Linked DNA regions of Mus musculus: all the other regions are linked to region 5. Evidence: chromatin contacts called from public HiChIP or PLAC-seq, capture Hi-C and promoter capture Hi-C data. All regions are on one chromosome and are shown on one strand. Each heading gives the region's core, a stretch centred on a gene start, on an enhancer-like site or on the middle of the called end of the contact. The rest is flanking DNA. Distances are from core to core; before and after follow the strand shown. Region 1 holds the start of Nr2e1 (nuclear receptor subfamily 2, group E, member 1). Region 2 holds the start of Ostm1 (osteopetrosis associated transmembrane protein 1). Region 3 holds the start of Sec63 (SEC63-like (S. cerevisiae)). Region 4 has its middle 31 kb from the start of Gm38491. Region 5 holds the start of 1700016J18Rik (a long non-coding RNA gene). Region 6 holds the start of Mical1 (microtubule associated monooxygenase, calponin and LIM domain containing 1).

The links. HiChIP or PLAC-seq counts read pairs in DNA pulled down with a chosen protein or histone mark. Capture Hi-C pulls out chosen DNA fragments and counts their contacts.
Region 1: a contact with region 5 is called in a capture Hi-C map of embryonic stem cells, with 4 times the contacts expected there. The contact joins the promoter of Nr2e1 here to the promoter of 1700016J18Rik in region 5. A contact is called at or near these places in 5 of 39 promoter capture datasets (cranial neural crest, hippocampal neurons, liver and 1 more), 1 of 115 datasets of contacts at active chromatin or transcription factors (bone marrow-derived macrophages) and 3 of 9 other capture datasets (adipose tissue, embryonic stem cells and macrophages).
Region 2: a contact with region 5 is called in a promoter capture Hi-C map of adipose tissue, with 5 times the contacts expected there. The contact joins the promoter of Ostm1 here to the promoter of 1700016J18Rik in region 5. A contact is called at or near these places in 5 of 39 promoter capture datasets (embryonic stem cells, hippocampal neurons, liver and 1 more), 2 of 484 Hi-C or Micro-C datasets (embryonic stem cells and muscle stem cells), 2 of 115 datasets of contacts at active chromatin or transcription factors (bone marrow-derived macrophages and embryonic stem cells) and 1 of 9 other capture datasets (adipose tissue).
Region 3: an H3K4me3 HiChIP or PLAC-seq map of bone marrow-derived macrophages shows a contact between it and region 5, with 5 times the contacts expected there. The contact joins the promoter of Sec63 here to the promoter of 1700016J18Rik in region 5. A contact is called at or near these places in 8 of 39 promoter capture datasets (the 3T3-L1 cell line, cranial neural crest, embryonic stem cells and 4 more) and 5 of 115 datasets of contacts at active chromatin or transcription factors (astrocytes, bone marrow-derived macrophages, extraembryonic endoderm stem cells and 2 more).
Region 4: a contact with region 5 is called in an H3K4me3 HiChIP or PLAC-seq map of stem cell-derived neural progenitor cells, with 13 read pairs. The contact joins the enhancer-like site here to the promoter of 1700016J18Rik in region 5. A contact is called at or near these places in 5 of 39 promoter capture datasets (hippocampal neurons, liver, pre-B cells and 1 more) and 4 of 115 datasets of contacts at active chromatin or transcription factors (bone marrow-derived macrophages, embryonic stem cells, neural tube and 1 more).
Region 6: a contact with region 5 is called in an H3K27ac HiChIP or PLAC-seq map of thymic regulatory T cells, with 5 times the contacts expected there. The contact joins the promoter of Mical1 here to the promoter of 1700016J18Rik in region 5. A contact is called at or near these places in 1 of 39 promoter capture datasets (liver) and 1 of 115 datasets of contacts at active chromatin or transcription factors (thymic regulatory T cells).

Annotation. Positions count from the first base shown.
Region 1 is chr10:42,581,597-42,586,301 of GRCm38.p6, reverse strand. It overlaps Nr2e1 (nuclear receptor subfamily 2, group E, member 1), which reads left to right and starts at 2,712. Exons shown (of 9, transcript NM_152229.3): 1 at 2,712-3,420. The coding sequence starts at 3,396. It overlaps Gm38491 (predicted gene, 38491), which reads right to left and starts at 2,510. Exons shown (of 2, transcript NR_169130.1): 1 at 2,436-2,510; 2 at 479-2,322.
Region 2 is chr10:42,676,500-42,681,074 of GRCm38.p6, reverse strand. Ostm1 (osteopetrosis associated transmembrane protein 1) reads right to left here and starts at 2,159. Exons shown (of 6, transcript NM_172416.3): 1 at 1,678-2,159. The coding sequence starts at 2,091.
Region 3 is chr10:42,758,564-42,762,755 of GRCm38.p6, reverse strand. It overlaps Sec63 (SEC63-like (S. cerevisiae)), which reads right to left and starts at 1,260. Exons shown (of 21, transcript NM_153055.3): 1 at 868-1,260. The coding sequence starts at 991.
Region 4 is chr10:42,612,652-42,617,183 of GRCm38.p6, reverse strand. No RefSeq gene overlaps it. Among named protein-coding and RNA genes, the nearest start is that of Gm38491, 31 kb to the right of the region's middle. Within about 2 kb of position 2,988, at least 68 of the 459 cell types and tissues checked have an H3K27ac peak or open chromatin away from gene starts, as enhancers often do. A contact at or near this core is called in stem cell-derived neural progenitor cells, where this site is marked.
Region 5 is chr10:42,016,539-42,020,713 of GRCm38.p6, reverse strand. It overlaps 1700016J18Rik (a long non-coding RNA gene), which reads right to left and starts at 2,560. Exons shown (of 3, transcript XR_871596.3): 1 at 2,453-2,560; 2 at 1,802-2,106. Armc2 (armadillo repeat containing 2) reads left to right here and starts at 2,332. Exons shown (of 18, transcript NM_001034858.3): 1 at 2,332-2,521.
Region 6 is chr10:41,473,570-41,478,405 of GRCm38.p6, reverse strand. It overlaps Mical1 (microtubule associated monooxygenase, calponin and LIM domain containing 1), which reads right to left and starts at 2,092. Exons shown (of 24, transcript NM_138315.2): 1 at 1,866-2,092; 2 at 92-396. The coding sequence starts at 349. It overlaps Gm51797 (a long non-coding RNA gene), which reads left to right and starts at 366. Exons shown (of 2, transcript XR_003948996.1): 1 at 366-732.

The DNA.
Region 1 (4,705 bases), core at 1,463-3,962, 570 kb before region 5:
ACAAAGGCACAATTTTTTTTTTTTTTTTTTTTTTAGATAACAGTCTGAGGGTCAGAGAGGTCTAGTCGCTTGCCTAAGGTTACACAGCTAGATGGGCAGGATCTGATTTCCCATCTCCTGGTTGCCTCGCTGTGCCTCTGGTAGGCCCCTTGGGAAGTCTGCCAAGGACTTCTTTCTTTCCCACATTCTGTGGCACCTCCTATGAGGCGGGCAGCGTGTTGAGGCCAGTGGATGGGAAATGAAGTCAGTCTTTGCTCTGCTAAAGATTTTTCTTTGAGCCGTGTCCCAATTAGCTTCAGTTTTTCAAAGTTTCGAACCAGGGTCCCTGTGGCCTTCAGCTGGTTGGCTCGAGCAGAGGCCAGGCAGCCCTTGGGCTTCTCTGCGCATCTAGGGGCTGTAGAATCCTAAGCACGCCAGCCTATTCTGGAGCTAGTTGCTGCCTTTACCACCGAACCAATCATGCCAGAAAGTCATCACGATGATTTCAGAACTGTATTGTGAATTATGCAAAACGCGCGGATAATTACAGTCGGGCGCCCAGAATACAGAACGCATATGCTGCGGGGTGGGTAGCCCCTTGTGGCTTTTGCCAGAATTGGATCGTTCTCTCGGTGTGGAGTGGGGGTGGGGTGTGTGCACCCGTGTCTGTTTAGTGGGCTTCTTGGCACCTAGTTCGATTAAGAGTTAGTTAGTGGCTGGAGAAAGAACATTCCAATTTTGTTTGGGGGACAACTGTGTGAGTTTGGGAGTATTTTTCACAAGTTTTGGTGTCTGTAAATGAGTCAGCAGGCACTGCAGGAGGAGTCGAGAGTTGTTTGGAATCCAGAGCAGCCAAGTCCTTCTACCTTCCAGACTGGGCACCTGAAACATCCCTAGTTCTCTTCCTGTCCACAAATCCTTAAACTTCTCCCTGAAGACAAGTCCGTGTTTAGTTCCCACCACCACTTGCCCACATCTTTGCCCACGGCAAATTAGTTCCACTTGAAGTCCTTTGTCCTTGACCAAGCACCCCCCTTCTGCCTCCACATCGCGATGGTGGTGTCTGCCACAGCAGCATCAATTGGATCTCTGGCAAGAGTTAGACCCGAGGACCAAAAGCCGAGCCTGGCACCCTGTCTCTAAAACCCTAGCCGGAAATGCCTCTCCTCTCTTTGCACTGAGTTCGAGTTTGAGCTGTGCCGCGAGCAGGGCTCGCTGGCAGCCCAAGTTGACTGTCAAAAAAAAAATGTTAATTTTCCCTCCTTGTCATCTAAAAATCCCCAGCTTACCCTATACTCGCCCTTGTTTGAAAGACCATAAAGGAGAGGTGGTATGGGACACGATCACCCGCCTCTCGGTTGTTCCAAGTGGCCTGGCCCTAAGCCTGGTAGTTGCTGTGTGTGCTGCTCTTGGTTCCTTGCCTCCCAGGCTCGGGCAATCCGGGAAAAGTTGCTTTCACGTGCTGAGGCCTGAGACAGGAGCATACAGCCCTTTCGAGTTGGGACCCGGTCCTTGGATCTGCAGGGCCAGGCAGTCACACGGGAGACTCCAACAGGCACTGCGGCCAGGTGAGGAGGGAGCTGCGGGAAGGGTGGGCTAGCGACCAGGAGGAGCGCTGTCCACAGCTCGCCAGCCCCCAGCCTCCAATTCGGTCTGGAGAGCTGGAGGCGCGACCTCTGACCCCCGGCCGGGCCCACGCCCCGAGGAGAGGCTGGCAAGCTCTTGTTCGACAAGTTCAAGCGGCGGAGGGAGCTTAAATAGAATTAATCTCTTAGAGATCGGAGATCAAGGCTCCCTCGGCGCGCGCTGTCCCCGCGCCGCGCCACGACCAAGATGCCAGAGAGCTCTAGGATTTCGGGTAGGCGACCCGGCTGGGGAGGAAGGTGGCGGAGCTCTCCAGAGTCCCCAGGCCTGCAGGGGTAAGCCAGCGACGCCCGCTGGGGACCAACCGCAGGAGGGAAGGCTTTGAGGCTTTGCCTCTCAGCTGCTCAGTACACGCAATGGAGGCGAGAGGGACGCCGCCAGCTCCGGGTTGGCCGGTTTTGTTTGCAAGAAGCTGGCGAAGCCCTCCCCGCGGCGGTGCCCAAAGCCGTCACGCCGAGGCCGAGGGACCGCAAGATCCCAGCCCAGTCCCCAAGACCGCGCACCGCGACCTCAGCTCTGGCTTTCCATAGATAGTTGCAAAATGAATAAATTACTCACCTCGGGCCAGATCCAAGTTTTACCCAACAGAAGGGGCGCGAGACCAACAATGAACCAACTCACATGGCCATGTCCGGGCGCACACAATCATACACAGACACAGCTACCCAATATCTTCCACGAATCTATCTGTCTGGCATTCTGGAGAGAGGGGAAAAGCGTTTTGAGAGAGCCCCACCACCCCTCCCCTCCTCCCTTCCCGTGAAATATAAAAATTCATATTTTTTTTATTACAAGAGCGGCTCCGTCCTCACCATCACGCACGCACGGAGCCGCTTGCCCGTATTCACTCTCAACTCGTCAGCTCCGAGAGCGCTTGCATTTTCTTTGGAAGCCGCTTGGAGGTTCATTAATATCATTAGCATTTAACCCCCTCCCTCTTCCCATCTCCTCCCCGCACATGGCTGACGTCAGACCCCGCCAGGAGTTGGGGGAAAAGCTAAGTGGGCCAGGGACGCCCTATTCCCCTCCCCGCGGCTGCCTGTCAGAGCGCTACTGGAGATATTACCAGAGACCCGGCCCGCAGCGACAGGCACAAAGTCACAGGGTAATGAACTTCGGGGACCCTTCGCCGCTGCGTGCGCGGCTGTCCCCGGAAACTCGGATCTGGCCACCTCTCCCCTTGGAAGATCTCCCAGCAATCTAGTTTCCCCTCTCGGCGCCGGGGCTCCGGCAGCGAGGAGCTTAATCTGCCTCTGAGACTGCGGCTGTGATTTTCGCCTTTCCACAGAAGATCTGCAGTCTGCAGAGAGCTGCCCACTCTGCACGCCTGTGTGGAGGGAGAGATTGGAAGCAGTACCAAGCATGGGGAACGAGGGGAAGTTCGCCTTCGTTGCTCCGTAGGAAGACCATTTCCGTGTCTCCATCTCTGTCCTTCCATATTCCCCTCGCGCTGTCCTCCCTCTTCAGCCTGCCTGTCCATCTCTCCATCTGTCTGTTCAAGACTGTGTCCACATCAAGCCGCATCCCCAGCAGCTGCAGTTTTGCTAGAGCCGGGAAAGAAACTTAAGGATGCTTACATTTCCACTGTGGAACGAATTCTGAGCGCCGGGGAGAGCAGGGCAGCGCACAACCAATAGCCACCTGTCTGTCCCGCCCGGGAGCCTCGCAGGCTGGAGGGCGGCTGGAGAGCGGCGGCGGCCGGCGGCGACGTGGGCGCCGTGGGTCGGGAATCCGGCAGTGCCCACCAACCGCTGCGCCCCGGGACCGCCAGCATGAGCAAGCCCGCCGGATCAACAAGTGGGTACCGCTCGGGCAGCCGCGGGGTCCTGGCGCGTGGCCTGGGGAGGGCAGGCTGGGAGGCCGGGATGGTCCTTCTGAGAGCTCTGAATTTGAGCCCCAGAGTAATACTCTCTCGGGCTTGTATGTCCGTTGGCCTAGCTCTCTTAGACTGTTGCGTTGGAGCGTTTCGTGCAACTGGGAGAGCAATTTCGTTGCTTCTGGATGCTAGCTCTTCCGGGTCTCCCCGGTGTATCAGGAAGGTTGCGACCCGTGGCAGCCCACCGGTCCAGCCTGCTGTTTCTATTTAGCTGCAGGTGCCGAAGGTGGGAGGGGTGAGCCAGGGGCGGGAACTGGGCCGCAGCTCCAGGCGGCCGCACAATAACGCAGCCGCTCAAAAACTCAGAGCTTGCAGCGCGCAAAAGCAACTCTGCAAAAAGCGGATTTCGAATGGAATGCTTTGCACTCCGTTTCCAGCTATTTCAAATAATCCTGCAAAACCGGGAAGCAGAAACCATTTAAAAGTCACATTTTCCTTAATCCTAAATCCGCGTAGGTCATAACTGGGGAATGTAAAGTATGGCGAGCCAGTCTAGCAAAGAGAGGACCAAATCCCTAATCCCAAGGACTTTCGGAGCGGGAGCCCAGCACCGACAGGAGTCTGCGGCCTGCTCACTCCGGACGCTTCTTCTTCCAGCTTCCTCTCCCATAGACCGCACTGCTGCAACTGATCTCTGTTGACCTCCAAAGACAGGCAGAAGTGCAGGGCAGCTGGGCGTGTGCGAGCACAGAATCTGCAGACCCTCGGAGTGCGTAGGCCTGAGCCGGCGTGGTGGGCGCCTACGCGGTACAACGGTCTCCCCGGGGCTTTCCAGTTCCCGCCTTCCACAGGCCGGAGGCTGGGAGTTCTAGGGTCTGTGTATAGTGCGCACACCCTGAAACTCGCTAGCCACCGGTGTAGTCCCCCCCCCCCCCCATAACATTTTTGGCGCTCTCTGTGAGTTCCTTCCCGCCCCCTCCCCCTTCACTCGCCCTCATTGTCCAGGGTCTTTGAAAGTTGGAAGAGTCTTGGTTACTTCTGGGGACTGATAATGAAGTCTCACTTAGGATGGATGCAGTTCCCGCCTCCACCTCTCGCCCCCGTAAGAAGTGGCTTGTGTTTTCATTTTGTGCGCTTGTTTTGATTTGGGTGCTGAGTTTAAAAACTAGAGTAAAGTGAACGTCAAAAAAAAAAAAACGAAGGAAGGAAGGAAGGAAGGAAGGAAGGAAGAAAGAAAGAAAGAAAGAAAGAAAGAAAGAAAGAAAG
Region 2 (4,575 bases), core at 910-3,409, 660 kb before region 5:
GAAGGAGACCATAAGACAGGGAACAAAAAGAAGCTGAAGGGAGGGGGGAGGGTAACAGACCACATGAGATATGAAAGTGGAAGGGTCACACTGAAAAGGAGGGCTTACAAATGGTGGGAGGGCACAACGGAGAGGGAGGGGGATGGGTTATAGATGGTGGGAGGATACAAGGGAGGGGGAAGGGTTACAGATAGTACAAGGGAAAGGGAGGAGCTACAGATGGTGGGAGGGTAAAACGGAGAGGGGGGTCATAGTGCGGAAGGTACAACGGAGAGGGAGGAGTTATGGATAGTTGGGGGTACAACGGAGAGGGAGGGGAAGGGGAGGTTACAGAGGTGGGAGGGTACAAGGAAGGGGGAGGAGTTACAGAAGGTGGGAGGGTACAACGGAGATGTGAAGCAGGAACTTGGAGAAAAGGAGATGTAGAGTGGACAAACTGTTACTGTGAGGAGATGCCAGCCTGTTACTTGGTAGACTACTTTAAAGACAGGGTTGGGGCTCTGTTAGTACACAGCTTGTCTAGCGTGGACAAGTCATGGGTTCTATTCACAGCTGCATAAAACCAGACCATAGTGACACGTCCGTAATCTAGGCACCTGGGAGGGGAAAGCAGGAGGGGTCAAGTGATCCTCTGCTACTCGGTGAGTTCAAGGCCAGTCAGGGCGACAAGAAACTTCATCACAAATAAATACATTAATTAAATTAAAATAGAATGAAAAGACTCCCTAAAAACAGCTTATTTAATGTAACTGCTCAAAATCAAATACAACGCTGCATATTAAAGTCATAGAGAAAGGAGCGAATCTGAAAAATACTGCATGCACTCCTATTTAAACTGCCTTGAAAGCCAAATCTTTCCACAAAGAGTGACTCTGGACTTTACTTAATGCAAATGAATGTCCCCATTTACAAAAAAAAAAAAAATCTGCTTAGTAACATTAGGCTAGATTAAAAACAAGATACACCTATTGACATTTCTATTTAGTTTAGTCAATTACGACCTCTAAAGCAACTGAAGCCACATTTTTCATGAGACTACTTGGCCCCTCAGGACGCAAGAACCATTTCCACCCCCAATCCCTGTGTCCTCCTTATTTTTCCTTTACCAGGCAACCCTGTGACTCTCACGGTGGCCGACACCGTAATCCTTTCCTAATTTATACAGTTCTTAGAGGCAAAGACTGTGTCTTCCTCTTTTGGTTTGCCTTCATTAAGTCCTTCACATTACCTTCCAAGTGACCAGGAAAGCTCTCGAGTTACAGAGAAGGCAGACTATCCTAAAATGGCAACTCACCGACCACGAACTATTACTGTATGTCGCTTTGTGTGGCCTCTCTTTGTCCCCACTTTCCGGATGAGAAAACAAGCAGAGAATGTCACTAACTTGCCAGAGAACAAGCTGATAAACAGGATGGAACCGAACTCAATACTTTGAAAAATAATAAAGGTCACACTGATAGAAACTGGTGGCTCTGGGTATGTTCGCTGCAATGTTCCAGCAAACCTGTCCCAAGAAGATGCCGGCTTACAGCATCCAGGGGGACAGCATTCCAAGCCATAAGCCCCTAAAGTCACCCGCTTGTTTCTGATACCCTAACTCCACAGACCGTCCAATGCCGTTTCCTTACTTTCCCAACCCCCCCCCCCCCCAGGTGCCGAGGCTGCTCCTCTACCCACCCCGATGTTTCGGCTGATGTTGTCCATCTTGATTGCGACCTGTTGGAAGAGCGGGTAGCAGGTCTGGCAGAGGCGCACGGGCCGAGCGCTGCGCACCATACAGGCGGTCAGCTCGGCGCTGCTATTGGCGAAGTCCATCAGCAGCTCCCGGCACTCAGGCTCCAGATCCGGCAGGTCCGGAGGTAGCAGTGACAGCGGCCCTAGACCTCCGCCCTGCAGCAAAGACAGGGTCAAGTCCTGCACCTCCAACAGCTGCTGCTCCGACAGCAGGTCCGCAAAGCCTGGGTGCCGACTGCTGGTGAAGGGGAGCGCGCACAGGGCGCACCTCCACCGCAGCAGCTGCAGCAGCAGCAGCGCCGGCAGCCACCGCCACGGCCACCCGCTACTGCGCGCCAGCTCCGCGTCCCGAGCCATCCCCGGGCCGGACTGTAACAGATAGCTCGCCCGGTGCTTCCGACAGCAGCCGCTTCCGGCTTCGGCCGGCGCAGGCCCTGAGTGGAGTCACGAGGTGAGTGCGTCACGGCCCCGCCCACCTGCCTCCGGAGGCGCGCGGGTGTGAGCGCGCCCCGCTTGGAGGTCTGTAGAGCTGCTGCAACCCCAGTGCATCCCAGGCCTCCGTCTTGCACGCTCTGCACCCTGCAGTTCCCCGCCTTCCATGAGCCTGTGGAGTTTGTTCTGGTTGCTGGAACTCCAGGGAGATGACTGCCGAGTGAGCTCCCAGAAAAACCCAGTAGACTGATGGTTTGGGCAGGTGTTCATTTTCATTGGCTCTGGATTAGTAAAATTTCTTCATCTCCTCTGGAGAGTGGATAACATCCGTTGGCAGTTCTGGTTTTGGAACTTGTGGCTTCAAAAGGCTTGATTGATTGATTTTAATTCTCAACTATCTACCCCGAACAGAACTTCCTGGGGTGATGAATATAGTCCACGTCTTAGTTAATAGGGAAGCCACTACCCACATGTAGCAGCTGAACCCTTGAATTGTAGCTACTACGATGATAGAACTAATTGTCCAATGTCACTTAATTTAAATATAACTATCTGACTAGTGACACCTGTGTACGGCTCGGATCTGGGTGTAGTGTTTTAGCGCAATAGAAATCCTACCTAATACATACACTTGAGCATACCCCACTATGTTATTATTATATATTCTATATTATACGATTATTATACCATATATTACATAACATATTGTAACATAATATGTAATATTAATATATAACATGTAATATGTGACACGTAGCATTTTATGATATGTTGTAATATGTTATATTGTATATTATGTAATGTATAATATATGTTATGATAATAAATATGTATACATTATATAATATTAATACATATAGGTATTTTTCTTCTTGGAGACAAGCCTCATGTAACTCAGGCTAGTTCTCTAACACACTAAGAAACATGTTTGCGCTATACCAGAGAATGGCCTTGAAATTCTGATCTTCCTGCCTCCCTGCTGAAAGTGCCACCATGTACCCCCATTGCCAGGTGTTTGTGGTGCTGGAGACCAAACCCAGGGCCTGGTGTGTGCTAAGCAAGCAAGCATTCTGTCAACCCAGAGACATGAGAGAGAGAGAGAGAGAGAGAGAGAGAGAGAGAGAACCATAATAACAAATCAAAAGAAAGCCTATTAATAAGTCATTGCAGTAGACACTGGAATAAAGCAAGAGGCCAGGATATAATGTGCTCAAGAGTAGGATGTGAGGGGTGGGGACATCCATGTAGAGACAGAGGTATGGGGAGGAGGTACGGGATGTGGATCAGTCGGAGAGTTGGGGGGGGTAATAAAATATGGAGTGTAAAATAATTAATTAATTAATTAAAAAGAGAAAGAAAGAAAAAAAAGAATAGGATAGGAAAAAAACCATTGTAGGGCCATCCAGCAAGATGGTTCAGCAGGTGTTGTGTTCATGGTTCCAGGGGGCTAGCATCCACAGCGGCAGGGGAGGCAGCAACAGGCTGGAGCAGGATACTGAGAACTCACATCTTAAACACTGAGCACAAGCTGAGAATGAATGGGAATTGTGGGAGTCTTTACATTCTCAGAGCCCACCTCCAGTGACACTGCATCAGGGCTGTACCTCCTAAACCTTGGCAAACAGTGCCCCAACGGGGGACCAAGTGTTCAAAGGTCTGAGACTCTGGAGTTATTATCATCATGTCCTGGTCTGAATGAGAATGCCACCATAGGCTCATATCTTTCTATGTCTACTCCCTAGTAACATACTGCTTACAGAAGATTTAGGAGGCATGGCCTTGTTGGAAGAGGTGTCATTGGGAGTCGGCTTTGAGGTTTTGAAAGCCCATGCCAGGCCCAGTGTCTTTGTCTGTGTGTGTGTGTGTGTATGTATGTATGTATGTATGTATGTATGTATGTATGTATGTATATATTTGTCTGATTGTCTATCACTCCCTCTCCGTCTCCCTGCCTATGGATCAGGCTGTAAAGCTCTCTGCTACTGTGTGCTTCCTGCCATGATGCAGTGGCCTAATTCTCTAAAACTGCAAACAAGCCCCCAGTCAAACGCTTTCTTCTATATGTTGCCTTGGTCGTGGTGTCTCCTCACAGCAATAGAACAGTGAGTAAGATACCCCTGAGTCGGGTAAAGATGCTTACTATCAACCCCAAGGACACAGTAGAAGAGACTTCCCAGGTTGTCCACTGACCTCCACAGGTATGCCTAGACACATACACAAAATTAAAGCAAATGGTTTGGAAAGAACAATAAATGTGTGTAGCAGGACTAAATCAAGCTTACAGGAGCCGCTGCAGTAGTATTTAGGGGGCATTATAAAGAAGCTGTCTGCTGGGCTTAGAGGTGAGTCAGAAACTTCTTCCAGGAGGAAGAGATCTTTGAGGTCTTACAGGGTGAGCAGGATTCCTTA
Region 3 (4,192 bases), core at 11-2,510, 740 kb before region 5:
ACCGGTGCCATATGTCTTAGTAAAGTGCAACACAGAATCCAACATTACAATCTTAAACCTAACATCCCCGGAAACTGCACTGGGTTGCGTTCTGACGCGACCTTTAATGTGGAAAGACTCGAGAACTAAAAGCAAAGGAGCTTGCGACCCCACCAACTACCTCCTTCCATCAACGAATCCCGCTTAATCCTTCATGCCTGCACTTTTCCGTTGTAAACAGGAAACTCCAGAGGAAAGGAAACGGAGAAAATCCTATTTGTGCTTTTATAAAAGGAATAACGGCAGCGCTCTCCAACCCCCACGATGTGATTGAACAAATGAAAAAAGCAACCGGAGGAAGTGACGGGGTGGGCTGCTGGTGAGCTCACTTGGAAGTCCCAAACATGACACCCAGCTTAGGGGTGCCCCCAAACATCTGTACCAACAGCTGCAGCGGGGACACCGGGACAAGAGGGAGAAAGGGTGACGGGAGCGAAGGATGCGGAGTTGTGCCCACACGCTCTTATTCCCCCTCGGCCAACTCTTCTCTCGCCCCCCGTCCCAGCCCAGCCCGCTCCCTCCAGAAAGAACACCCAACAAAGCCGAGGCTGGGGAGACAAAGAGGCGGCAGGCGAGGGGCGTCCAGAACAATGCGGATCGGATCCCCGCCAAACTCCCGCGGACCACGCAGGCGGGCGGACAGCCCCGGAAATCGCCGCCGAGCTCCGGCCCCGTGGACAGCGGCCCTCAGGCCCCGCCGCCCAGGCGGCGTCCCTGGGACGCGGAGCAGCACCGGCGGGCAGGACGGCGCGGCCCGGAGCGGAGCGGAGAAGAGCGGAGCGGAGCGTCCGCCCGAGCGCGCCAGAGCGGGCCGCCGACGGGACTCACCCGCGTTCTGGTCTCGCGGCCAGAGGTAGTAGGTGGCGGGGATCACGATGAGCCCCACGAAGGAGGTGAGGAAGTAGAAGAAGGTGTTCCCGCTGTCATCGTACTGGAACTGCTGGCCCGCCATGGCTCCGCCTCCTCCGCCGCGCTCCCCTCACCGCCGTCGCCACGACCCCGCGCTGCGCTCCGGCTCCCGGCTCCCAGCGCCCCGGCCCCGTGTGGCGTAGCTCGGACGCCGCTACCGCCGCCGCCGCCGCCGCCGCCGCCGCTCTCCTCCCCGCCCCCACGCCGCTCTCACGGACACGCCGCCGCCGCCGCCGCGGCCGTCGCCAACTCTCGCGAGAGGAGCTAGTTCCCGCCCCACGCGGCTGTTCCCTCCCCGGCCGTCTCCTCCACACGCTCACTGAGGGAGACGTGGCGCGCGCAGCAAAGAAACTCTGTTGGACCCCGCCCGCGGCCCCGCCCCTGAGCCACGGACCACGCCCTCTGTTTTCCATAAGCCCGCCCCCGGGTCCCGCCCCCTGCTTACCAGGCTTTCCTTCCCAGCACCCTTCCCGGATTCCAGGAGCTTTCTTGCCAGGGTCCCCCAAGCAGTGAGCAGAGGCGAGCGTCCTAGGTGCGATTGGGACCTGAGCTTTTGCAACCTAAGCGAGGTTGCCAAACCTCTCCACTCTCTCCTATCCCTCTCACTTTTCCTCCACGTGAACCTCATGGAAACAAGTGCCATTAAAATAGGGAGCAAGGAAAAATAAATAAATGAAAAGAATAGGGAGCAAGGAACTCCTCAGAGTTCCAAAGCCTTGGTATTTGGAGCTGCCAGTTCACTAATGCTTTCTGTGACCCAAGCGATCATGTCTTCAATTTGTCAGTAAAACATGAAATAAAGCAAAATATAGATCGGTGGCTCTCAACCTTCCTAATGCTGCCACACTTTAATACAGTCCCTCATGTTGTCGTGACCCCGAACCGTAAAATTATTTTCATTTCTAGTTCATAACTGTAATTTTACTACTGTTACGAATTGTAATGTAAATATATGATGTGCATGATATATATACTCCCTCTAAAACGGTCTTTTGATAACTCCCCCTTAACAGGGTCAGGACCCACATATTGAGAACCAATGTCATATATGCTCTATTGATGAGAAAATTCAGACTCAAAACATTTTCCAGAGGTAACGCTCAATGGTTTGGGTTTGCTCAGGGCTTGAGGATCCAAACCCAGATCGCTCTGACGCCCCAAAGAGCCGCTGGCACTCCCCTGCAACCTGTGGGCAATCTGAAGAGGCAGTCACTCTCTGCTCCTGGCCACCGAATCTCAAGCTGGAGTCAGCTGAACTGCAGGATAGTCCTCTAACCTTGCAAAGATCCCACCAGAGTCCAGTGGTGGCCTTAGCAGGGTGGGTCCCAGTGTCTGCACTGCCCTCTGTGGATCAAGAGGACACAGGGCACTTTACACAGGACCGCTGTGAATAGTAAAGGAAACTGTGCAATATCTTTAAAAAGAGAAGCTACCGCGCAAGTACAAACATTCTGCTGTATTTTTTTTTAAGATTCATTTTTTATTTTTATGTATATGAGTACACTGTAGCCATCATGTGGTTGCTGGGATTTGAACTCAGGACCTTCAGAAGAGCATTCAGTGCTCTTAACTGCCCGTTTTGTTGTTGTTTTGTTTACTTTGCTTTTTGTTGGGGGGGGTGTTTTTTTTTTTTTCTTTTTGAGCCAGGGTTTCTTTGTGTAGCCCTGGCTGTCCCGGAACTCACTCTTTAGCCAGGGTTGGCCTCGAACTCACAGAGATCAGCCTGCCTCTACCTCCTGAGTGCTGGGAATAAAGCTGTACACCAGCACCAGCGTTTAAGGATTGTTTCAAGACTAGTCAGTTAACTACATGGCTTTTCAATATGCCTTCCATTGTCTGAGAGGAAATCTGGTTACACAAGCTCTTTCATTGAATGTCTCAAAACCAGTATTTATCATAATGAGTCATGCTTCCCCTTATACTAGATTATGTTCACAAGTATTCTGTCTCCCCTTTCAAATTCCAATTTAACAGCACATTTCTGAAAGCCACTTTTGCTACATTTTTCTGCCTTGTTCCCCCCCCCCCACTCCCCCGTAAAGTTTCCAAGGACTTTATTGTAAGAGGGAAACTTAGAAGTGGAAAAGAAACTTGGACTATGAAATCAGAACAGAACTAGGGCCATCCTGAGGCAGGATAGACAGGGAATTTGGGAGATTGAAGACAGAAAAGGGGACCTCATCCCAGAGTACTTAATGCCAGCACTCAGGTAGCAGAGGCAGGCAGATCTCTGTGCATTTGAGGCCAGCCAGGGCTATACAATGAAACTATCAAAAAAAAAAAAAAAAAAAAAAAAAGCCTGTCAGCAGGTGAGAATCAAGAACTCAACATTTTTGTCTAGGATGCTGACCTAGAGTTGACATTCATTTCAGACATAGATATTTCATGTTAAAGTAGCAACAACCCAAACTTACGGCCTGAACATATATGACCCAGGCAGGCTCTCATTCCTTTGCCCAGACATTGCCAGAAAAATCACAAACAATACTATTTACAGTAAATCTATCCAACATCTCTGGGGACCAGACTTTTCCTACTGACTGTAATGCCACAAAATGTGCCCAGGAACCATCCTGTGGAAACATAGTAACTTCAAACTCCATCAAAATCTCGTATGACTATTGTATCAAACAGTCAGCCATGGCTGTCTTTGAGTGGCCCCAAGCCCTTGCTCTCTGTCCAGCTGCAGTTCCAAACACTCTTTCTCCTGACCTCACGCTTAAGTCTCAGTTCCAGTAGAATTGACAGAAAAGAAAAGAGAAGAAAAAAAACACCAACCCTCCACTTTCTTTAGTTTAGTTCCAGAATTCTTTTTGAAAAACAAACCCATGAGTCCTAATTGAGCCTGAGTGGTGGTCCCTAAACTCTAGGGGACCTCCTGACGCTGCTGGGGAAGAGGGCTGCCACTGGAGAGCTCTGCTCCCATTATTTGCTGACACACAGCCTTACTGAAAACATGCACCACTCACAGACTTGGCTCCTCTGCAGCAGGTAGCCTTTGCCTTGGGTAGGCTCTCTTGTCAAGTCCTTGCATGTTTTCAGGATATTGAACTGGATTTTTTTATAACTCCATTTATGTTTAACTCAGCATTTCTGCAAAGATAATAGATCTGTTTCATAAACTTATGGCAAAATAAATTAGCGATTATAACTCCTGCCAGTTATGGTGGCATGTGCCTTTAACTCCAGCACACTCCTTTAAGCCCAACACTCCAGAGGTGGAGGCTAGTAGATCTCTGAGTTT
Region 4 (4,532 bases), core at 1,739-4,238, 600 kb before region 5:
CGAACCAGCTTGCTAGCCCCCAAGAAACTTACTTAAAACAATCCTATCACTTATTAAAGATGAAAGTAAGCTTGCATACTAATGAGATAGATGTGCTTATTTTTTTTAAAGATTTATTTATTTTATATATGTGAGTACACTGTCACTGTTGCTGTCTTCAGATGCACCAGAAGTCATGAGATCCCATTACAGATGGCTGTGAGCCACCATGTGGTTGCTGGGATTTGAACTCAGGACCTCTGAAAGAGCAGTCAGTGATCCTAACCACTGAGTCATCTCTCCAGCCCATGCTTATCTATTTTTATGTGAAGAATTAAACCTAGGCCTGGGGAGCTATCTCCCCAGTTAAGTATGATTGCAGCTTTTCCAGAGGATAGTGTAGTTCCCAGCACCCCTGTTCTGTAACTGCACGTTGGGTGGGTGGTCTGGTACCCCTTTCCAGCCTCCATGAGCACCTGACCTCGTGGTATATACTCCCACAGACATACACACGTACACATAAATAAAGATTAAAAATTAAAAATAATAAAATCTTGCCAAATGTTTGATACTACAGAATGCAGAGCACCCTCGACCTTTTTTTTTTTTAATATAAAAGTTGACTGATGTTTCCATTTTATAGCCATCCATGCTCAGGCCACTGCTCACACGAGTTCGGAGCCATTTAACAATTTTTCTTTTAGAAATTCTGTCCTAATATCAAGTCAAATGTTCGTTAACAATTTGCATGTGTGTATGGGAGTCTGCAACTCAGATGGGAATTTTAAATAATCAAATAATCTAACAGAACAATGCTAAACTATATTAATCTGATACTTACATGCCAAGCAATACAGTTGAAAAATACTCAGTGCCTTTGTTTTCAGTAATTAAGCCATTATATCTCGACAGGAGTGGAAGGCTTTATATGCATACTAAAAACACTTCGACGCGTAGCACACGATCTGAGTGTTTGATGGGGTTCTTTGGCACTGCATGTCTGATAGCCCACAGAAGCATGCATTCAGAACCAAGCTTTGGGGGTCATGGGCTACAACACAGACAAGCTCTCCCAGAAGCACCCTGATTCATTATGCATTTGATTTTGAGTTAATTTCTGTAGCTACTTCTTCTGAAATCTTTTACTGTTGTCAAACTTGCCAAACTCATACAGTCAGTTGCACACTCCCATGTGGGGATCACAACCCACGGTTTCAGAAGCCATGATCTAGACACAGTTCAAAAGTCTTAGCTCAAGGGTCCAGTCCCAAAGATGCCTGCACAGGACAGGTAACTGTTACAATAACCCCTTACTGAGCACGGGCAAAGGTCTATAATTGTCAAGGAAGGCTCCAGAGAAAGACAAACGGAAAGGTGGGTGGATAGATGCATGAACAGAAGTGGGGTTGACAGGTAGCATTATTCAGGCGGACAAGTGTGGGTGCTGATGTAGAGACACAGGCACGGTTTTAGAGTTCAAGGTGGGGATGGGGAAGGAAACACCACTGTCCCATCTCAAAGGTGGTCAGCCATTCCTAGGAAGGTCCGCTGATCCTTCAACTGGCTGGGCGGCACCCACCTTCAGGAGGCTCAATCCACCCACGTAATCGTTGACCTCCTATGGTTAGGGCTCCTGTTGCTATGATAACTATCCTGACCTTGGGAAAGAAAGGGTTAGTTCACCTCCCAGGTTGTGGTCCATTACTGGGGGCAGAGACCACGGAGGAGCACTGCTCACCGACTTGCTCCTCCGTGGCTTGCTCATTCTTTATCAACCCAGGACTATCTGCTCACAGCGTCCTGGGACCTCCCACACCAATCACTAACCGAGAAAATGCCCTACAGACTTGCCGATTGGCCAGTCTGACAGAGGTGTTTTTCTGCGTGAAGGTTCCTCTTCCCATTTGACTCTAGCTTGTGTTGACAAATGGCCACCACTAACCAGACCCAGAGGCACGTCACAAGGTCACAAGCGCACACAGAATCCTGGACGATGCATAAAATTACCCTTCTCAGTTCCCGACCATGGCTTACTGTTACAAGTGTGAACTGGAATCCTCAGGGAGTTCGTTTAAAATGTATCTCACTCCAGTCCTACCCCACTCCCGTGTCTCACATTCTCCGTCTGAGACAAAGCTCTTCTCAGGAGGATTTCAGGATGGCCAAGCGGCCAGACCTCACAAGCAATATTGGGGCAGAGAAGCCACACAGGCACTGTGTGCGGCTCAACTCAGAGCTCGCACCAGCTACAAAGGTCTCCTATGGGGCTGAGGGTACATAGTTCAGTGAATATCGCTCAATCCCTGGAAGTAAAATAAGTAAATAGTCCGGCATGGTGTGTGCTGTAGTCGTCTCAGAACTTGGGAGGTGTACCACAAGTTCTAGATCAGCCTGGACCACATAGTGAGCTTGAAGCCTGGGCAACATGATTAAATTCTGTCTAAAAGAACTACGATGGGATGATGGTGGTGATGAAGGTGGTGTCGGTGGTGGTGATGATGATGATGATATCACATCAAACCAAACCCAAATTCTCCAGAAAGCACACAAGTTACTATTTGGGAATATAAATATGTTGACCCACAAATACAAATCAGCTTTTAAGTGGTTTAAAAGGTTTATTATTTTAAAAATCTACATTAAGAAAAAAAAAAAAAAGGTATGCTATGTCCCTACTACCCAAACTGAAACCGTGCAGGCTGGACTATCCAAATCAGAAACTCGAGATGAACGTGGTGAGAAAGGGGTGGAGAAAAAAACGGATGGAAGAGGGTCATGTCTGCTTGGGTTGTTCCTGCCTCGAGTGACCGACTGCTTCGAAGTCCTGGGTCCTAGGGGACGGGAGAGGAGTCCGGGAGGAGTGGCCCATGAGGATGCGAAGGCCGGGGCCCCCCACGGCGCCTCGGCCTCCCCCCCTCCCGCAGTCGCCCAGCTCCGGGGAGCAGGCTGCGGGCCCTGGCGGCCGCTGCGCCACCCTCCTCCCGCTCGCTCGCCCGGGTTCAATGAGGATTATTACATCATGCTGCAAGTATGCGGGGCAGCCTGAGAATCAAAGCGGGCGCTGGGCGGCTGGTTAACTGCCCCGCGCCTGAAACCCATCCTTCCCGCCCCCTCCCGCGCCCTCGCCCCACCCCGGCCCGCTGCTTTTCGTACCATTAAGGGTAGCATTCTGGGGGAGAGGAAAACCTGATCAAAACTGTGCGCCGCCACCGACAGATTTTCTATGGATTCTATAGAGGCCACCTGAATGATTTCCCTAATTAATGGATGACATCTTTGGCTGAAGGAGAGGCGATGGATTCGACTCTGTCTTCGTCTTTGTTAACCTTCTAATTAACTTTCGTAGGTCACCCAGGTCTCCCAAACCTAAAAACTGAAGAGGCCCATTGTGCCGGGAGCAGTAAACTTACTTTTGCTGGTGGGGTACTTAAAAGGGAGACCGATTATAGGCTGAGAAAAATAACTCCATTTAAAAGCTTTGTGGCTGCAGAGAATACATAGGCCCCTCCCTCAGAAAATAATTGAAACACCTTTTATACCAATATTTCTATGCATAATAAAAACAAATTAGCAAAAACGCATCTAAATTCAGCAGTACTTTCAAATTACCTTTTTTGGAATGTAAGCCTCTGCAAGCCAACAAAAGAGACTTGGGTTTAGAGAGAAAATTGCTACTGCAGCAGCTACCAGCCTTTATGTGGAGGGGCTGCAAGACGGACCAGGCAGGGGCTTGGGTACCTCCGAGTCACCTCCCTAGGAAATGCTCCAAGCATACCACCCTTGCTGAGGCTTCTTCTGACTCGCCTGGGGGGCACAAAAACTGAGCAGGACAGTCGGGCTTTTTCTGATCTTCAGGGGTTGAGCTTGGAAGGGTTTTTGGTTTTGTTCTTTTTGAGGTGAGGTCTGAGTCCGTAGGCTGAACTGGAAAGCCTGGCTTCCAGGCATTCTCTCCGGAGCTGGGCGATGTGCACAGCCAATTCTGTACTCAAGACAAGCACGCTACCACTGAGCCACGCTCTCCTCTGCCCCAAATATTTTTAATCGTGTGAATGGAGGGCAAACCATATCGCAGAGTCAGAGGAGAAGACTGCTCTGTCAAAATCGGTAACCAGAGCAGTGGGGTGCGAAAGTGGGGTTACAGCTCAGTCATAGAGCGTCAGCAGCACACGTGCAAGAGCCCCCCGATTTGATCTCCATAGAGACTGAGAGACAGAGAAAGGTAAGAATCATTTTTACTGCACATGCCCCAAAGTTTCTGTCAAAAACAAAAACCACAGAAAAACCTCAATACCACATCATGACCATTTTTTTGTGTGTTATAAAAATGGGAAGAGAGGGATTAGAGAGATGTCTCATTACTGAGAACCCTTGGCCTTCTTGTTTGGAGGACCTAGGTTTGGTTCCCAGCACCCACCAGATAGCTCATAACCATTCATTACTCCAGTTCCAAGGGATCTGACACTCTAAGAGAGGGAGGGAGGGAGGGAGGGAGGGAGGGAGGGAGGGAGGGAGGGAGGGAGAGAGGAGGGAGGAAGGAAGGGAGAGAGGGAGGG
Region 5 (4,175 bases), core at 1,311-3,810:
CTGGACTTTGGTACCAAGAACACCAGTTTACATCCCTTTACAAGCTGCGGGCGCGCTGTGAACAGATTACTTAGGCTTCTAAATCTCCGACTTCAAATCCAAATAGAGGGCTGGAGAGATGGCTCAGTGGTTGAGAGCACTGGCTGCTCTTCTGGAGAACCGGGGCTCAACTCCCAGCAGGTCACAGCTATCTGTGCCAGAGGATCCAAGAGCCTCACCCAGACACTTAGGCAGAACACCAATATACATGAAATAAGAACAAATAAATAAATCATCAAAGAACCTTTCCAGATTATTATAAACTCCAAAGAAGACAACAGAAGGAGATGTTCCAAATGAAATCAATTTGGAAACTACAAATAAAACTCTATAAGTATATTATATTTATAACTAATCATTTTCCCCTAAGGTCTATGAAACACAGTTTAGTCATCCCTTCTTTACAAAATCCCATCTGTGTAGAATTTTGGAGGAACATCCAAATCAGCCACATAGGCCTCTGTGTAGTAAGTAGCCTAAATATTTTCCCATAGACTGTTCTACAGTAAACTAAGGTATATGCCATTTATCTCTTCAAGTAATTATTTCCTATAACTCTGTCTCTGTCATTCTTTTCGGTTCTTCTAGCCTGCTTGGCTGACATCTGGCCTGCTGGGTTGACTGGCTTCATATTTCAATGGTTTGCTTACAAGGTCTAGTTTAGATGAACATTTTAGACACAAGACCATAGATAACAATTGTTGGTAAAAAAACAAACAAACAAACAGATTTGGTTTTGATGTCTTGTTTTGTCTTCTGAGACAGGGTCTCACTGTGCAGCTCAGGCTAGTTTGGAACTTAAGGTAATCCTCCTGTCTAAGTTTCTCACATGCTGGGATTATAGGTCCAAGCCATGTCTGTTTTACAGGTTTGTAAGCTCATGTTTCAGTGGAGATGAGACTTTTAGACTTAGAAGCCAGCTACTGCAACGTTTGGGAAGGCTCACTGTGGACCGCAAATCTGGGGTGAGAAGAAGATGTAAAGCTGAATTTCTATTGGCTATCGATATACTCATTTTTCACCCACCATCATTCAGAAAGATGTTGAGGTTGAGTTAATATCAGATTACCAGTCATTTAATAACAAAACATTTGGAGAAGTCTGACTCTCCATGAAGGGTCAGATAGACACCTGTATTTATAAACAGCCACCAAGAGACCCAAATGGACTTGTATTTTATCATATCTCACAAACTATGAGATCAAAATGCTAGTTATGCTTTCTATACAACAGGCAATGTCCTTTTGCACAGTTGAGTCTGGTGACACACAAATGGGACTTCATAGGATAGATCCTGTTCCCAGTGAAAAATAATATTTAGTTTGGGATCCTAAACTTCATCAATGATTGAGTTTTCTTTGTCTGTGATGTGGGAAATCTTGTTAAGCACTTGGAAAACCTTTACTCAGTGTTCCAGGTGTCATTTCTCATCAAAGGTATTAACTGTGCAAAATAGATACAATTTAGTTATTCTTTACAAGACCCTTGGCACCATGGAATACGGCATTTTCCCAGTGTTGACAACACTTGCTGATAATCCCTATGTTTATATACCGTAGTGTAAATTTAGAGCTTATGCCTCGCTTGTATTTCACAAGTGTTACCCAATGATCCAGTGTAGACGCAAACAGAGTTTGAATTAGAAACATATACACAGGACTCTTTTTTTTTTCTTCCCCTGTTGGGTTGTAGTGATTCAGTAAGAACACACAGCGACTAGCCATAGCAACCCAAGACTTAAATCGCTCCTTCCTGATCTCACCTTGGGTCCCTAGTTGCTCTGTTGTGAGCTCGCTCTACAAACGGTTGAGTGCTGCCCAAATGCAAGGAGTTAATGATATCCAACAGGTTAACATTCACTGCTACATTCACAGCTCTTCACATTTATTTTGCTACGGCCCACGATTCAGCTATTCACACACAGGGATAGCACTCTCTGCCTGAAGCATAAGAGATGAGATGCTAAGGAACCGTTCCAGGTGGACGTTGACGTCTATAATCAATAACCGACTCTTTCCCAAAACACTACATTGTTCCTCTGCCAGTTGTTTAACAGTCTTGGAGATCCTACGGGGAGAAACAAACATGGTTGAACATATTGCTAATGTAAAAGAAGACTCCCCTCCACCCATTCTTGCCTTTCCCCTGTGGGTATGCTCCTGCCCGCGCTCCCGCACGGGCCCTCGCCACGCCTCGACGCTGCTACGCGTGCGTGGCTAGAGGGATTGGCGCAGGCTCAGTGGCGGAGAGTGGAGCAGGGCCGCCCCGCCCCGCCCCGCCCCGCCCCGCCCCTCCTCCTGGTCCCTGCTGCCCTGCGAGAGCGGGAAGGCCGTCACACTCCGCCGGGGTCTAAGTGTCTAGCGCTTGTCACAGGTGTTTTGAGTCGAGCCCGGATTCCCCAACCAGCACCTACTCCAGCGCATCCCGCTTCGCTCTGCGGCGTCCTGGATCTGTAGGCTGACCGCTCGGCCTGCAGCGAAAGGTGGTTTGTGTACGGTTACCATGGAGATGCTAGCCAGCAGGGCAAAGGCGGTGCGCGGGAGGGCGGGAGGGCGAGGTGAGGATGCTGAGGCGCTCGGCCCTAACCTGGACCGGTGAAGGAGCGGGCTTTTCCGGGAGTGGGAGAGCAGCTGTGCGTGCGGGAGGTGAGGAGTCCCCTGCAGGTTCACCAGGGACCCCTCCTGCAGTCTCTCTTCTGTTCCCAGATAGGGTCGAGGGGTGCTGCTGCATACTCTCGGGGTCTGCACAGGAGTCAGCTTCTGTAACTGTGAGCATTTAGTCAGTTGCCTGGTATTTAACAGGAGTAACCAGTAACACTGGTTGAATGAGAGAGTGATAGACTAAGGGACTCTGTGGAGGCAGGCCACAAGAACAAACTAGGATTTTCCTAGGTAACAAATGACTCCTCAATAAAGTGTATGTGGAACAATATTAATTACACCGTATGTATACAGAATGCCCCTTACAACCCATGCCACAAGTATTACCGCAGGTTCTTCCATCCCGACATCATATTCTTTTCGTTTGGTAGAAAATAAGTCACACTATATGTATCCCATTTTTGTAAATCCCTAAGGTTTTGACTAGCAGTTTGCATAGATTTGGGATAACTGACATTCAGATAAAAACGCTGGGTTTTTTTGTTTGTTTGTTTTTATTTTGTTTTTAAATCAAGGATGGTATTCTCTAGTTGAAAATTTAAATTTATGATATGCATGAAAACATTGGACAGATAGTCTCTTTTGTGACTTCTCTTGTTGGTGAGTATTTTCATTCTAGGAAGATCTTTCTTGACCAGCCAGCACTTGGACAGTACTTCTTAGTATTGTAAGAGCTAGCTAGCATCGTGCTAAAGCATTTGGACATTTCATGCAATGCTGAAAGCTGCCCTGAGAGTTGGTCATTATCCATGCTTTTTTAACAGAAGAGAACTCGGGTATAGAGATGTCTAATGCCCTTCAAGGTCACAGAGCTGCAGATCCTCGGGGGACTTAACACTTGCTCTGACATCTAAGCACTTTTCTTGCACCTGTTTGGATGCTCATTTAATGCCAAAGTAATTCAGTCATGGAAAGAGCCCTGAGTGTTTGATTTGCTGGGGAAAGAGGGTGCACCAGCAAACCCTATGTCGGCAATGTTGATGGGCAATGTTGTCTTTAACATGAAGGAGGTGGCTCTGGTGGCTGTTGGTAGCAAACAGTAGAGATAGGGGTTTTTAAAGATATATTTATTCTTGTTTTATGTGTATGAATGTTTGCCTGTGTGTATGTGTGTGTACAGTGTGCCTGTAATGCCCTCTGAGGCCAGAAGAAGAAAGTAACACATGCAAATAACACGTGGGTCTGGAGAGATGACTCAGTGGTTAGGACCACTGGCTGCTCTTCTAGAGGACCAGGGTTTGATTCCCAGAACCTACACAGTGGCTCACAAGTCCAGTCCCAGCGAATGCAGTATTGTCTTCTGGCCTTGGCAGGCACTGCATGCTTGTGGTGCATTGACATATCCACAGGCAAAACACCCATACACATTAAAACAGCAACAACAAACCCGTTTGGGTGTTCCCCATCGTCCTGCAGATGATGTTCATCCTGTAGTGGTCGCATCTGATACCACAGACCAAACAGTGAGATGCAAGC
Region 6 (4,836 bases), core at 843-3,342, 540 kb after region 5:
GGGTGGGGGGTGGGGGTGGGGGGGTATGTAGCATCCTGTCTCCTTCTGTCTCCCCTGATGCTCACACCACTCCCAGACTCTACATATCTACCTTGGTGTTGGTACAGGCCTGGCCTTGCTGGTACACAGGCTGGCTCGCTCTCTTGTCCAACTTGGCCCACAGTGACTTGGCACTCCAGTAGTTGAGCTGGGCCTTGATCTTGTGGTACTGGGACAATCCCCCACCAGACTCCACTCCCAGGGCTCTACAGAGCCCCTGAAAGCTACTCAGTACATCCTGGCACAGCTGTGCCTGCACAAAGGTCTCAAAGTGGTCATGTGCTGGGTTGGTGGAGGCGGGTGATGCCATGTAGGGCCCCTGTTGACAGCAGGAGCAGCTGGGAGAAAACCCAGTGTCTGTGGGAAAAAAAAGAGAAGGCAAGATTGGAGGGAGGGAAAAGAAAGGGGGAGGAGCCAGCAGCGCAGGCCGTTGTCACAAGGGAGCTCAGGGTCCACCTCTGATTGGTTCTGCTTCCAGTCCACTCCCAGGCCATGATCCACACCCCCGACCCCTTCTGAGACAGCAGCTATCTCTTATAAAGTGAAATTCGCCAAATTTAGAAATGAAAACACAGTAGTCCTGGGCACAAGGATGCTAAGGGAGCCTCCTGTCGACCAGTGTCATGGCAGCTTTCATATGCGATCTCCGAGGCCCAGGGGACAAGAAATTGTAGTGGGCGTTCCCTAGGACCTGTAAGTAGGACACGGGGGAGTTTCTCAGCGGGCTGCCAGGGGTGGGGTGGGGGCGGAGGTTTCCCTTCTTGTAGACAGCAGGAACTAACACCCCAGTTCAACTGCGGCTGCCTCACAGACACACACCCATTTCTTCCTAAGTCTCTGTTCGCCAGCGCCCTTTGGCGAACTTAGTGCCACGCTGGTTGTAGGATGTGCCTCTCCCCAAAGGCAAAGTTCTTTTCCACGTGCTTGCCTCCTGACAAGGGGCAACACTGCCTGTGTAGATTCCACTTCTCAGCCACCCAAACTACCCTCACAAATAGCCTGAGAATGTTGTGACTGTTGTCTGCATGACAGACCTTCTGACTCACTGTGGTCAAAACACTTCCCCTGAGAAGAGATTGCGTCGCTGCTCCAACGGGCTGTGGGAAGGAGTGGGGTTAGCAACCCCTTCCGCAGACCCTCACATCTAATCGACCCCTAGCCTCACTCCCACGGCGTTCCTCTGTGCTCTCCCAGGAATCTCTGGAGACAAGGCCTCTCTTTGTACCCCTTTCCTTCCCTCCAGCCCACACGCAGCTTAAGGGCTCTTGGAGGGCTTTCTCACGCTGCCACCGGAAGAGATGAAGAGTATGGGGGGATGGGTTGCTCTCGGTGGGAGAGGCAACTAGGTGGTGGGGTGGGGGGGTTGTGGGCCGATCTATCATCCCCCAGCAGCCCCTTCATTGCCCGCGTAGTAGGAGGAGGCAAAGGTTGCCCTAGGGGGTCACTAGGACAAGAGTGGATAGATCTTCAGAAAGGACAGGAGTCCCTCTTGGAAGTGGGAGACTGGGGGTTGGAGCGACCTCTGCTAAAGGAAATAAAAGAGGTACCCAGACTGGAAACAAGCACAAAGGATGTGCCATTGGTGGAGCGTCTAAAGGGATGGAGAGCTGGACCTTGAGCAGCGGGGGTGAGAGCTCCCAATACTCTAGACAGCAAAATCTGCACAAAGGCGCTCATCTGGGTAGGGCCGGCAAGAGGACCCGCCAAACCAGCCAGGCGTGGCTCCCTACCCCATTTCCCCGGAAGCGCTCCCCACCCCCTTCCTTATCCTCACCCCCAGCCCAGCGAGCAGGAGGACGCACAGCAGGCATCGCTGGATTACTTACCAGCGTTTCTGGGGCTGGAAGAGCCGCTTCCTGTCGGAAGGGTGTCCCAGGCCTAGGGGCAGAGGAAGGGGTGGCGCAGGGAAAGCAAGAGATGCCTGGTGGCAGAAACCGGGGAGTTCCAAAGAGTTTGGACCGCAGCGCCAGCGCAGAGCACAGAGGAAGACTTACTCCGAACCTCCGTACTCCGCAGTCCTCCTCTGGGGACAGCCTGGGTCCCGCCCACGCCTGCCGGGTGGTGCTGTAGGGCGTGGTTCTGCCTACACCAGGGGCTGCTGGGGGCCTCCAAACGGTCTGGCCAGGCAGGGACAGGGAGAGCAGAGACTTGAGTGACCGTGCCTGAGTCCGCCCCGGTGGTACCCACGCTGTAGGCCACTTCCAAGAGCTGGCCGAGCGGGCGCAGGCCTCCGGCAAGAAGTTTATTGAAGCTGCAAGAACCGAGAGTGGCGCCAGATGTCTGAGCTCTCTTCACCTCTCCCACCGATAAATTCACACCCCTGGCGCCACAGGCGATCCAGTTGCGGGGGTCCATCTCTCCTGGGACAGGTCGGCTGGCTCCCAGGCTCAGGCTAAAGACAAAGCTTAAAGTCCTGGTCCACATCTTTCAACCAGGTACACACACAACCAGGTGTGTGTGTGTGTGTGTGTTTTCAACTAAGAAAAACAGGATGGTAAGGGTATGTGGGAGAGGATAAAACTTCAATGTGCAGAACTAAAGTCAAGACTCAGACAATGCTAGGGAACTTTGGAATCAAATTCTTAGTATTTCCTGTTAAGAAATTGTAGCATGAAAGGAATTGTTCAAAATCAAGCAGCTTTAAAGTTAATAAAACAGCAGTTCTCATTTATTGCATGAGCATTAACAAAACCTATTTTACTGAAATGTCAATGAGGCTTCATGACTGCACATGTTCACCAGCCAGTGGCATGGATGCTATCAGCCCCAGGCCTTTCTGGATCCCAACCTACCACTGTTAAACCACGGGACTGAAATAAGGTTTGACATCATGAGGAAGTAAAATCGCTACCCCAGAAGTGCTTAACCTAGGAAAAAATGGCTACATCTCTCTTCTTGAGGTCCAGGGACCAACAAAAGCCAAGGTCCAGTGGCTATCTTTTTGGGTTTGTGTTTGAATAAATCATTTTGCATTTTGTCCAGATATACTGGGGTACCCAGTAAGTCCTGAGCTCTAAACACACACAGCTGCAGCTGATAAGAAGGCAGAGAGAGAAGCAAGAGGAAATGCCAGCCCTCTGCCAGGAGAGGCCAACAATCCAGCCAGGCCACACACTTTGGAAGCCAGGAAGCCTTTGAGCTGGGCCCACTTGTGTTCCTGAGAGTGACATCATTTTGCTTGGAACAAATTTGCAGAATGTCATACACACCCATACTTAAACACACAGTGTAAAAAATGTTCTAAAAAGCCCAGTAGAGATGGGCTTCCGGCTTTCAGGATCATGCCTCTCCCTTTTATTAGCAGATGGACTACAGCAACTTACTGTGTCTTGTTTACAAAGACCCAGGTTCCCCCAGAGACTTTCAGTTGTAGCCAAACAGGGTTGTGTGGCTCTATGAGCAACAAATTTAAAGGCTGTGAAGGCTGCCTTTTAAAAGGATCACAGAACGAGTTCCTCAGCTCTTAAAAACCTGCTGATTTCCAGCTTTCCTTGCTGCTAGTTAAAGACCCACCTTAGAGCCACAGAGCTTCAGGACTCCAGAAGGTCTGTCTGTCTGTCTGTCTGTCTCTCTGTCAGATTTCTGTACCAGGCCTACTGTGTCTCAAAGTCACCACCAGCACACACACCTCAGTCTCCTGGTCTCTAAATGGAAGCATTTTGAATGACCCAACTTCCTTAGCTAGTTTCAGGTCTGGGGCCTTTTTATTCCGTGTTGCCGATTCTCAGAAATGTACAGAGTAAAACAAGCATTTTTTCCCTTATTAGGATCTTGAGTTATGACCCGAAGTTGTGTATTTATGTGAGCTAAAAGTAGTTGGCCTAGTCATACTGACTATAGTTCATGTTGGATTAAATAAAATAAATGTCCCACACATGAAAATTCAATTTTCAAAGAGCCCCATTCTAATGGGTTTGGAAAACATTACACTAGCAGCCGCTTAGTTTAAAGTCTCGAGGCACTAAGGACAGGATCCTCTTTGTGTGTGTGTGTGTGTGTGTGTGTGTGTGTGTGTGTGTGTGTGTGTCTCAGACCAAGTTCTGTCTTTCTGCAAAGCTATTTTTATTTCCTTATCTTACCTCCTAACCTCTGATCTCCTGGGCGTAGGGCCAGAAAAGAAACTTTCTAATACCACAGAAGACATCTGTCTGTAAGTCAGTCTATGATATGGTCTTGAATCTGAAGCTCAGAACCTTCAGCTCTGATGGGCCTGGCCTAGAGTCAGTACAACCCAGAAAGCCACAGTTCCCAATGTAAAATAGACCCAGAACCAAAGGTGTCGCATGTCTCAGTTATGAGATGCTGACTGGTTAAGATTAGAGGGTCTGGAAGAGCTTCCCATAATTTTGACTTGAATGGTTTGAACAACTTTCCTGGCTGAGGAACCACCCGCCCCTGAGCTGCAGGCAGAATGAGTGGGGTGTGTATTGGCCAATAGAGAGGTAACCCAGTGTGGCCGGAAGTGAGAATGTAGAAGAAGGGCCCAAGAGGAAGCTGGGCTGGGGATTTTATTCTAGGTGCAGAGGGGAATTGCAGAAGAAGTTGAAGTCATAATTAAAATAATATAATCTATCCATTTAGCAAGGCATTCTGTATGTTGCTAAGGGGACAATGGTAAAAAATACAGCTTTCTATTAGAGAAAGGGGCCAGGCAAGGGAATTAGAAACCATGACTCAGAACCCATGGAAAAGACTAAGGAAGGACACAACACACAGTGAATATGGAGACAGGATAGACTCAAAAGATAGCCTGAGGTATGGTAGGTCTTGGTGATAGATCCCATGTGGGGCAGAGGG